Regions from separate parts of the Sus scrofa genome. Here region 1 is linked to region 2. Evidence: chromatin contacts called from public Hi-C data. All regions are on one chromosome and are shown on one strand. Each heading gives the region's core, a stretch centred on a gene start, on an enhancer-like site or on the middle of the called end of the contact. The rest is flanking DNA. Distances are from core to core; before and after follow the strand shown. Region 1 holds the start of PAX2 (paired box protein Pax-2). Region 2 holds the start of NKX2-3 (homeobox protein Nkx-2.3).

Region 1 (5,990 bases), core at 1,513-4,012, 1.1 Mb after region 2:
CCCCGGGTTAGCTCTCGCCCCCGCCCACCTCGCCGGCTCCGTCTCTGGCGGGGCTGCCTCTGTCTCTCTGGCTCTCCCTGTCTCTCTGTCTCTGTCTCTCTTGTTTGTTTCAACGCGCGGACACTGATTGCGCCTTATGAAGTTCTAACTGGTTTTGTGTCAGGAAGATCTTTCTCGCTGCTACCCAGCCTGGCGTGACGGATTAAACATCAACTAGTTAAATAAAAATTAATATCAACTGCCTCCTAACTTCTAATGTCATGTTGTTTATAACTAATGAACTGATTAGGGGATAAACACATCACGGAGACATTCGGCTCTCCTGCCTGGGATCTGCAGCCACCCGGTGCCCAGTCCCCAGCACGGCCTGCCAGCTGCCAGGCCAAGAGGAAGGCGGGGGCTGGAGGGGCTGCCAGTTCCCCGGCTTGCTCCTCTGCCTACCTTGTTCCTTTTCTCTGTCTCTTTCCCTTCCCCTGTACCTTTTCTTTTCTCAGCCCCTCCGCTTTTCTCCTTCTTTCCTCTTCCTTCCTTCCTGCCTTTCTTCCTTCTTTCCTTTCTTTCTCTGCAAAGATCAGTCCATCAGACTGACTCCAACTTGTGTTTGTCTATCTGTCTCTCTCTCTCTTCTCTCTGATAGTCTGGGCCCCAAACCCGTTTTTCTCTATGAGAGTCCCTGTCTCTCTCTTCCCACTTCTCCACCCTCATTTGGCTTCCTTCCTCCCCCAGCACAGAGTGTAATGATTAAAAGCATCTTTTCGACTGGGCTTCTGCCCTGCTACAAAGCAAGAGGCCGCAACCTCTCCCTCAGCACCTTGGGAAAGACTGACACCACCTTCCCAGTTATTTAGGGGGAAAGAGAGGGCGCGGGAATACGTGAGGGTGTGTTTTCTATTTCTCCTCTATTTAATCTGGAAGGGGAAGGAGAAAATAAGTGATTTTTAAAACTTTCACCTTTCCTCTTGTCCCAGAAGCAATTAATACAGGTTCGAGTGCTAAATTTAATTTTCAAGGAAAGAAAAACTGCTCTAGTGTCCTTCCTCCAGGGGCTTCAGAGCCCTCTCCACACACCTCCACCTCCCCAGCTAGCTCCAGCCTGACCTGAGCAGGCCTCTACAGGGCCCTTCCTCTAAAGACACTTGCACCAAATCACAATTGTCATCATGACAGCAATAAGGCAGGGGAGCGAGTAATCACAGACCTGGCCCCGAAGATTTTTTTTTTTCCCTAAGAAGCCACAACGTTTTAACTTGGTTTGCCCTGGACCGCAGGGTCTGACAAGACAATAACAACAGAAAAAGCTTTTAAAACCAATTTAGCACACGTGAAAATGTAATTCTAATGAAGAATCAATAGGCTGGCGGATCATTTTTCCTGGGACTCCTTGGAGAACCTGAGAGAGAGTTTCAATCAATGGGGCGGGCAATGAGCACCAGGGCCCTGCGAAGCAGTGTGGGACAGGGATGAGGGCTGGAAGACAAAGGGAAGCAGAACCTGAGGGAGGAGGCTGGAGGGAAGCTGAGGCACAGGGCTGCCCTTTGACTGACACGGCTTTGCAGGCTCCAAAAGTGCCAGAGCCAAGAGCTGAGAGAGCTCCTTCCTCCTCTTGGTCCCTCTGGTATGCAGACAGGCTGCTTAGCACAATGGCCTCAGCTGCCTTCCCCTGGGCCTAGGCCCCAGCCCTGGCACTGCCCCAACCCTGGGCCCTGTGTTCAGGTAACTGTGACGAGCTGGCTCAGGAGCAGGCAGTATGTGAATGTCCCCAGTTCAAAACGCCTGGTTCCCCAGTGGGTGCCTCTCTGCTCTGTGTGTGTGTGAAATGCTGGGTCTCAGTTCCTGTCTCTGAAAACACAGGCATGAAAGAGCAAAGAATGTGTCTGTGATCAATCACACTTCACATTTTATCAATCACTTCACACAAGTTTCTCAAGAGAAACCTGTGAGAAGAGCAAGGATTCTAACCACTATTTTAGAGAAGGGGTAACAAAGGCACAAAGAGCAGTACAGTGACGGTGTGACCCAGCAGGTCATGGCCCATGTGTGTGACTGGGTGTGGTTCTGAGTGGGTGACAGAGGCTAACTATGTGTGTGAACATCTCACGTGTGTATAATGGAGTAACCACATGAGAATGTGTGTATGTGTGAGTGTGTGACTAGGTTTTCATATATGTATATTGCACTCCCATCCTTGTCCTTAGGGGTGGTGGTGTGTGTATAACAAAAAGAAAAAAAATTTCTTTTTACTTTTAAGTTTCTATGCTCTTAGGTTGAAAATTCACTGATTTGGAAAAAAAAAAAAAGGAAATGAAACACCAGTAAAGTCTGATGTTTTAAATCACAATATTGGTAAGATGGTAATCTGGCCATGATTTTCCTGAAAGAATAGGGGTTCGTGTTCCTGTAGGATGATTTTTTTAAATTGCACTTGGGAAACCATGATATAGATTTTGCCTCTGGGCTCTTGTGCCCCTCCAGCCTCCTGTCCCTAGATGTACACTCTTTCTGGAAGAACTTCAGATGAAGTATCCGGGACTCCAGTGAAGAGCTTCTGTTTCTAACCTAAGTGGGTTCAGTAGGCCCTGTGGACCTGGGTCCTGACCCTTGCTGTGGCCCCCCCACCCCCACCCCCACCCTCACCCCCATCCCGCCTGGACACTGGGGCTTACCCAGCACTTTGCTTGCCAGCCTCCCCGTGTCTCAGTGTTACTTCATCAGGGTGAGCAAGCCTATGTGCAAGTGAGTGGGGTTACAATGTGAGTCAAAGAGAAAGGGGTCATGAGTAGAAGCAGTGCTTGAGAGCTGCGTGAGTGTGTAAGAAGGAGTGCAAGACGGTGTGTGTGAGCTAAGTGGTGTGTGAGGTTTGAGGGAAAACTTTGACAAAGGTGTGAGAGATGTAAATTCCAGATTGGGGGAGCACAAAGCGCAAGTCGGTCTTTGACCAGGGATGAAAGCACGAGTGTGCTTGGAGAGGGTGTGAGTCTCAAGGTCCAAGAGACTTGCAGTGAGAGGACCAGGAGCCTGTGGAATCCTCTGGTTCAAAGAGGCGGGCATGTGAGCGTGGCCTGAGCTGGGAGAGAGCTGGTCATTCTCCCTTTCCTCGGGGCCTGTGTTATCTCCTTAAGGCAAAGGGGCCAGGACTTTTTCCTTTTTTTTTTAAGAAGGAAGGAAGGGAGGGATCAAAGAAAGAAGGAAGGAAGGGAGGGAGGGAGGAAGGAGGGGAGGGAGGGAGGAAGGAAGAAAAAGAGACAGAAGGAAGGAAAAGGAAGAAAAAATATTTAAATTTATTTGGAGCAGGAGAGGCTTGTGAGGGGTTTAGTGAGCAGTTCCACTATGTATTGGTGACAGGGCACAGCTATGTGGCCCGAAAGAAAGTTGGGGTGTGTCTGAAGGAATCTTGGAAACTGGGGCTGAGACCCGGGGGTGTGTGGCAGGCTGGAGGAGAGAGAGCGTAAGATGGGGCGAGCGCGCAGGAAGGGACACAGCACAAAGTTGGGGAACGCGTAAGAGTGGAGACGCCCCTGCGTGTAAGGCGGTCGACTGACTGGGAGCGAGTGACAGTGAAGAAGAGGGGGTGGGGTGAGAGGCTGTGCCGGCTTCTAGGCTGGGATTCGGTCTCCGGGCGCCTGCGGCGGCGGCGCGGTGGTGGCTCGCCTACGGCTGGCTCGGGGCCCGGGTGGGTGTGCACGCGTGTGCGCGGGGCGGAGAGCCCGGGCTCCCGGGCGCGTGGCTGTGCCTCGGCGCGGCCGGCTGGGTGAGCGCGGGCGCGAGCGGAGCGCACGGCGGAGGCGGCGGGCAGCCCGGGTTATCTGAGCCGCTCGGTCTTGGGTGGCTGCGCCCAGATCTCCGGGCGGCGGCGGCCAAGGCGAGACGCGCTGTCGGGCCGCTGCGGAGCCAAGAAGCGAGACCCAGGCCCTGACGGCAGCGGCGGGGAGCAGAGCATGGAACAGCGCGCGGGCCGGGCAGGTAAGAGCCGGGAGGAAGGTCCCTTTGGCGCCACAGGCAAGAGGGGTGACCGAGGGGGATGGGGGCGGCCGAGCCGAGGGACTCCATCCGTCTTTCATGCCGTGCTTGCCCCGTGGGCGGTAGGCCTGGGGACTCGGGCTCTTCGGCCTTTTTCCCACTGCTGAGGCCTCCTGGCCTTCCCTACCAATGTCCACCAAATCGACTAAAAACTTTCCACCCAGAAAACCCGAGTTTTACAACTTCTCCTGGTCTCTTTGCAGAACCTGGCTTTTCCTTTCTGTTGTCGTTTTTGGACTCCATCTTTCCACTTTCCTCAGTGTGGAAATATTTTGCCCAACTTCCTCCAAGTTGGGAGGACCGGGAAGGCCTTAGTTTCTAGTGGGGATGGAGTGTGGGGGTCTGTGCAGGTGTGCTAGTGAGTGGGGACGTGCTCTGTGCACACGTCTGTGTGCACACTTGTGAGGGTCTTGTGTATTTGAGTGTGAACCAAAGTATAAGCACCGGTGTAGATAACACGTGTGGAGAGAAGGCCACTCCCCAAATAAACACCTCAAAGGAGGCCTGGGGCAAGGGGAGGGATGGCTGGCCCCAGGGGACCCAGAGGAGAATCAGAAGCTGCTTACCCAAAGGGCTAAGGGAATGGAGGGCTGCACTGGAGCCATCCCTCCTTCTCTTTCTCCCTCTCTCTCTCTCTCCCCCCATCCCCTACCTCCAGGCCTGCCAACTCCCCTTGTCTGCCCACTAGGTGTCCTGGTGTAGCAAAGGGGTGGTAAGCCAGGGACACAAGTTTAGTTTTAGGTTGTGGGGAGGAAGAGGGTTGCATCAGGTTCCCAAGAGCTTTTCAAATAAGGCCACAGAGGTCAAGGACTAACTCCAGGCCCTTTTTGCCTCACTCCTCTCCTTCCCCAAATCACCTTCCTCCCCTCCTACCCTACCCTCATCCCCCACCAACTCAGGTTCTAGTTCTTTCAGCTGGTAATTCAGTTTCCACCCTCAGCACTGCCTTTCCTGTAGCTTCTTGGCCTAGTCCCTGGGCTGCCTCTATTTCCCCTGGGGGGGCCTTGTCCCCACTGGAGAACCTGGGCCCCCAGGAGTGTCAACTGTGGCCTCCAGGGCTTTTAGGGCTCTGGGCCACCCCTCTGCACCAGAGGTTTAAGTAGGGAGATCAATAGCAAACAGTTGTAATGATCTAATTAATTATGGCAAAATTAAAAGCGAGTACAAAATCAATCTCTGATGGTGTTGAAGATGGAATTCAATTGAGAGCCCATCTGTGCACCCCCTCGACCGTATAAATATGCAGCCCAAGGACAGACCTAATGGCTGGGCCTTCCTGAGAACCTCTTTCCGCCTTTCTTCCTCTCCTGCACAGGGCTTGTCTCTCTCTCATTCTGTCTGAATCTATTTATTTTGCCTCCTGCTGGCTCCTGCCCCCACCCCTCCTTCCTTCCCCATCCTGTCTGCTCAGGCTCCCGACACTCCCACTTTTCCATTTTGCCTCTTGGAAGGTGGCTCTCCCTGCCTGGTGTGGGGACCGGATTCCCAGTCCCAGCAAAGCTCCCATTTGATGCAGCCTGTCTCCCTCCCCAGCACCGCAGGGAAGAAGGCAGAGTGGTGGGGGCCGTTCTGGAGCACCTGTCAGGGCCCTCATCCAAGTTGCCTGGTGTGAGGGACACTCCACAAGGGACGACGGTGCAGACCCAGGGGCGCCTGCGCCTACCTGCGTCTGCCCGGGGAGCGGCTCTCTCGGCTCTTGGGCCCGGCGGCCAGCCGGGAGGATGGCAGCGTGCGGCACAGCATTTCCCTTCCCCCCTTTCCCGACTTTTGCCTGGGCGGGAATCACACTCTCACCGCTTCAGCTTGGGGAAGGGTGAGGGGGGAGCTGCGGACTTGGGCTGGAGGCAGGGCTGGATCCGAGAGAAGGAAACCGCTGTTCCTTCCAAGCTGCCTTCTCTTTCTCTTTTCACCGCCCCTCCGGCTCCTCGGCCCTCACCATCTTCTTACCCACGTCTGGCGGTGCACTGCTCCCC
Region 2 (5,656 bases), core at 387-2,886:
CAGCTCTCCGCTCCTGCCCTCACTTCCATCCTGAGTCTGCCGCCGCCCGGAGGCGTTATCCACGGTCCCTGCACCTTCCACCTGCTCCTTCTAGCTTAGGCCCGTGCTGCCCCAGCTCCTACATGCTGACAGCCAAAAAATGCTTGGGGCGGCTAGGGCCAGCTGAGGGGCGCCACGGTTAGGCCAAACCAGTCCTCCCCCCCCCCTTTTTTTCAACGCCAACACTGCACACGGTTTTTTTTCTGTGGGCCTCACAGCAGCGCCGGCTGCTCCTCACTGGGCTAGACGTGGTGGCAAGCTAAATTCTATTTGTGTGGGGAGCTGATCTCCACCAGTGCGGAGTTTCCAGAATCTCAGGGGACCCCATAGATTCGCCCACAAAACAACCAGGGCCGCAGGAGGGCGCCAAAAAGCGTGTGGGTTGGGGAAATTAGAAAGGTGTCTGCGAGGGTCAAGGCCTAGACCCAGGCGCCGGATTTCAATAGGCGGAAAAGACGGCCTCTACTCTACGGCTAAGTCACCTCCCATGTGAAGACAGATCCTGCTCTCAAGACCGAATGAAACCACCCACCGTGCGTGGCACTCCGGTCGGTCACGTCATCAAACACTGCTTGATCACCGATGTGGAATACTGGTAGCTGACACGTACTGAGCATTAACACGCGGGCCCTGCACTAAACTCCTGGAGCGTTTTGCCTCACTTATCCCTGGTAACAACCCTGAATAAGGTTATTACTGTCTTTTTGTAGACAAAGAAATTGACGCTTAGAAACGCCCAAGGCCATACACTGTCTAGGCCAGGATTCAAACCAAGAGCTGTAAGACAACAAAGTTCAGCAATAACTCCATTGTTCTGTCCCTCACATACCTGGTTAGTGCTGTCGCTGGAAAAGCTACAGGAAAGAGCAACTGCAACCGGGACCCTGCCCTCGGAGGGCTCATAGTTTACCCGGGGAGACCAGGCAAGCAATATATCTACAGTACTAGGCGGTAAGTGACAAGGGACACATGTCCTTTTCTAACACGCGCTGCAAGTTCAGATGCGAGAGAGATGACTTCTGGCTAGGCGATAAGGGATGCTTTCTTGGAGGAGGTGGTATTTGAACAGAGCCTTGAAGGACAGCTTTTGACTCATGGAGATAAGAGCGGTGAAGACATTCTGAGTGGAGGGAACAGCTTGAGCAAAATCAACAAGGCGGGAACGCACGCGTCGCCCATCCGTAGATATATAAAACATTCCCCCTCCGTGGGGACCCAGTGCCGGGTATTTACAAGCCAGGAAGTTTTCCTGCCCCCGCAGCAGCTAGGAAAAAAAACGAGCTCCTGAGCTATCCTTCCTGGCAATTGGTTCGCGGACAGGAAACCTCCCAGAATTGGCTTTGGCCGAGAAGATGCGGCCAGACAGGGTGGAAATCGGTAGTTTGCCGGTCCCAGGCAGTGCGGCCTCTTCCCCAGCGACTCTGACTTCGCGACTCTATACTAGTCCTTGTCTATTTCTGGTAGCTCCACAGCACCCCCTCTCAGTGGATGCGCGGGGCGTGGTCCACCGGAGCTGGAGCCAATGGGGAGGGAGGCCTAGGCGAGAGCCCCGCCCCCGACGTGACGCAGGACCCCCGGCCTCAGGCTTCGTAGCCCCGGCCCCAGTCCCTGCAGTGGCTGTAACAAAACCCAGACCCCCACGTCCAGGCCAATGGAGGCGATTTAGACTGGAGCGGGACCGCGTCTGTCAAAAGCCCGACTCGGGAGCAGCGGCGGAGTCCAGAAGGAGAGCTGGAGCCGCCGCGCTGCCTCCCCGCCCCCGCCGGGATTTATTGAGTATTTGGACTGGACAATTAAGTGGCTCTGATGATGTTACCAAGCCCGGTCACCTCCACCCCTTTCTCAGTCAAAGACATTTTGAATCTGGAGCATCAGCAGCAACAGCACTTCCACGGTGCGCACTTGCAGGCGGACTTGGAGCACCACTTCCACTCGGCGCCCTGCACGCTGGCCACCGCTGACGGGACGCAATTTTCTGACGGAGGGGAAGAGGACGAGGAGGAAGAGGGAGAGAAATTGTCCTACTTGAATTCACTAGCTACAGCCGATGGCCACGGGGATTCCGGGCTCTGCCCCCAGAGCTATGTCCACACAGTCCTGCGAGACGCCTGCAGCGGGCCTAAGGAACATGAAGAAGAGCCGGAGGTCGTGAGGGACCGGAGCCAGAGTGAGTAGAAGGGGAAGGGAAACAAACCCGCACATCTGGAGCAATGGCGGGGTGCCCACAAACTGCCCACAAACCTTGCCAGTAGGGTTGCCCGCCCCTTTAACCTTTGGCTGGGGTCATTCCTGGCCCTGGTCAACAACTCCGTAAAGCACAGGTGCCTGGGAGGGAGCCGAGCCGTGCAAAGGGAGAGAAGGACGAGGTGACTCCACCAACTACTCCCCCCAGAGGGGGGGAGGCGATGCAGCCCCTGAGAGAAGGGAAAGTAGTTATTGCTGCCCTGATGCTGATAAGCAATGGGGGCTCAGCTGCTGGGTGCTGACAACTCATGGTATTTTTGATCTTCCCAAGAGCTGGAGGGGCACCGAGCTTGAACTTTTCCCACTTTCCCTCTAGCGTGAGACAAGTTTTCTGAGGCCAGGGCAGGCGCTCCTTCTTCTTGGAAAAGACTGTCCAAGCAGGTTGTGTCCCTAGCATATGCCGGTTACAGGAACTTCGGTAGAGTTCAGCTGAATGATTTCCTCAACTTCACCGCTTAGAATTCAACGTCCTCGCACAGCACCCACGGCACCCGGCAGAGAGGAAAGGGAGGGTGGGTGAGTGCATGGGAATACAGTCCATTCTGAGGGAGTACCGCATTCAACCCCTGAGCCACTGGCCTTTTTTGAAAATTCTTAACGTTTTGCTTTGTGTCCCAGCTGTGCGGCTTTGGCGGAGTGAAAAACGCGCGGAACTTAGATCTCCGCAGCTCAAGTAGGATGGGGGTGAATTGGATAGGGAAAATAGGATAATTGAATAAAGCCTCCAAGGACGTGTTTGTTTCTTAGAGAGGCAGAGCCAAAGAACCTCTTTCCCCAAGAGGAGGTTTGATGTGGCAGAAGCCAAGGCCTATGCTCTGACAGCTCCCCTGGGCCTAAAATCGACGAGAAACTGTCTAAATTAGCCAGTCAATCAAATTTCTTTTTCTCTCTAAGGTAACATAGATGTCCTCACGCAGACATTTAGCTGTAGGTTTGTAGGCTTTTAAAAGTAAAAAATAGTCCCTAGGCATTACATGAACGTTACACTCAGACATTTCCGCGCAGAAAGATTTTTGGCGCAACTCACGCATACCGGCCCCCAAATACCAGTATGCCTCACACCTTCAGCCATTCACGAACGGAGTGTAAAGCATATGAGCTTGCAAATACTGGGTAGTTATGTAGTTGCAAACTTTCATCCTGAAAATCATTAGCACGTCGATTCGCACGTGTAAAACAGGGTAATCTCCCGCAGGAGTTCAAGTTCTAAATAAATGCCTACTAACTACCTCTCGCTATGGAACGTGCCTCTGCCCGCCAAAGGTATTCTGAGGGGCCTTGGACTATCGCAGGGTTCCAAGGCTCCAGGAGCCACAGACTTTCCCCAAAGTCGAGGCAGTTATTACCGCATGCTCCGCGCTGCCAGCAAAAGGGGCCACAGTGCTTTGGGACCGGAGCGGCCGTGAGGCCGGGAACAACTGAGGGACGCTGTTGTTTTGCTTCTTCCGCAGAAAGCTGCCAGCTGAAAAAGACTCTGGAGGCGGCCGGAGACTGTAAGGCGGCGGAGGAGAGCGAGAGGCCGAAGCCACGCAGCCGCCGGAAGCCTAGGGTCCTCTTCTCGCAAGCCCAGGTCTTCGAGCTGGAACGCAGGTTCAAGCAGCAGCGGTACCTGTCTGCGCCGGAGCGCGAGCACCTCGCCAGCAGCCTGAAACTCACATCCACTCAGGTGAAGATCTGGTTCCAGAATCGCAGGTACAAGTGCAAGAGACAGCGGCAGGACAAGTCTCTGGAGCTGGGTGGGCACGCGCCCCCTCCGCCCCCGCGCCGCGTGGCGGTGCCGGTGCTGGTGCGGGATGGCAAGCCTTGCGTCACGCCCGGCGCGCCAGCCTACGGCGCGCCCTACAGCGTGGGTACCGGCGCCTACTCCTACAACAGCTTCCCCGCCTACGGCTATGGGAACTCGGCAGCTGCGGCTGCGGCCGCCGCGGCTGCAGCCGCCGCCGCGGCGGCCTACAGCGGCAGCTATGGCTGTGCGTACCCGGCAGGCGGTGGCGGTGGTGGCGGGGCCTCTGCGGCGGCCTCAGCCATGCAGCCCGCCTGCAGTGCGGCGGGAGGCGGCCCCTTTGTGAACATGAGCAACCTGGGAGGCTTCGGCGGCGGCGGTGGCGGCGGCGGCGCGCAGCCGTTGCACCAGGGTGCGGCGGCCGGGGCCGCGTGCGCGCAGGGCTCCTTGCAGGGCATCCGGGCCTGGTAGGGACCGGGCAGGTCAAGCGGTGGGCCCCTTACAGCAGCCTGGCGCCACGGGACTAAAGCGCGAGAAAGGCTGGATCCCAGGAAGGGCCAAGTCCCCTCGTTAAAAATACAAATATATATGTATATGTCTCGTTCCCCAAGGCCCCACGCGAGGCCTGGGGAAGGGGGCTCGGGGCGAAGAGGATGCCCAGGAGCGGTCACGGAGACTCTCTCTGAGGCAGAAACACTGGCCAGTTGCCGGGAGGATGATGGCCCCGAGCCTAGCCCCGAAAGGAGTGTGAGAGGTTGGGACTGACTCTGGCTGCCGCTCGGTTCTCCTAGAGAAGAGTTTCTCTCCCTCGGCCTTCCCGCAGCCTCTGCGAAGCGCTGGCGGAGAACCCAAGGACAAAAATTAAAATGAAGGAGAGAAAAATGGGCGTCGTGACTTGAGAGCTCCCCAGGTCTTACCGACCCTCTGCCCTCTTTGCGGGCCGGCGCGCCACACCACAGTCCATTTTCCTTTTCCCAACTGCCTGCTCTCTGCAACAGATACCTCGACCTGGATCTCCGGATTGTCAGGGGGCGTAGACTCTGCGAGAAAAACCAGCGGAGCGAGATCAAAAGTTGGGGGGTTTGAACAAATCCGGGACCTGGTGGCCCACCGGAGGTGTTACCGGGTTTCCTTTCTGTTTCATATTCTGTATTCATCACATATATAATATATATATATCCACATGCCATGTACACACCCGCTGCCATACACTACAGGAGTCAATAAACAAGGTGCAATATTTTCAAACCGTTGGCCGGCTACAGACTTTGTTTAGCCCATAAAAGTGAGAAGGGATTCTTAACAGGGCAGGCAGGGAGGGGAAAGAGGTGCAAGGGAAAGTAATTCCCGAAGGGCGGTCGTAGGCTTGGTCTTCTCCCCTGCCTCAGTCCCCAGGGTGAAAGTCTGCTCTCCAAGGCTTTGTTCATTCATTTCTCTTTACTGCTGGTAGGGAGGACAGGTCGGAGACTCAGGGCCTTTGGGGGACCTGAGCTTTATAATAATCCCCTCAAGTTTCACCCAGATGCTAGGGCTAGTATCTGGGACTGCGTTGGATCAAGGCTTGGACTCTGCTCCACCTCGACGGTCACCAAGGAAAAGGAGACCTCGGCCCCAGATCTAGCCTTTGGCGGCGCAAAGGCGGCTCCATCT

What was found. Hi-C and Micro-C count contacts between places; a contact is called where the count stands out from the background.
Region 1: a Hi-C map of epiblast stem cells shows a contact between it and region 2, with 8 times the contacts expected there. The contact joins the promoter of PAX2 here to the promoter of NKX2-3 in region 2. A contact is called at or near these places in 2 of 47 Hi-C or Micro-C datasets (embryonic fibroblasts and epiblast stem cells).

Annotation. Positions count from the first base shown.
Region 1 is chr14:111,819,572-111,825,561 of Sscrofa11.1, forward strand. It overlaps PAX2 (paired box protein Pax-2), which reads left to right and starts at 2,763. Exons shown (of 12, transcript XM_013983669.2): 1 at 2,763-3,960. The coding sequence starts at 3,936.
Region 2 is chr14:110,718,748-110,724,403 of Sscrofa11.1, forward strand. NKX2-3 (homeobox protein Nkx-2.3) reads left to right here and starts at 1,637. Exons shown (of 2, transcript XM_003359321.4): 1 at 1,637-2,206; 2 at 3,735-5,255. The coding sequence starts at 1,846. The coding sequence ends at 4,477.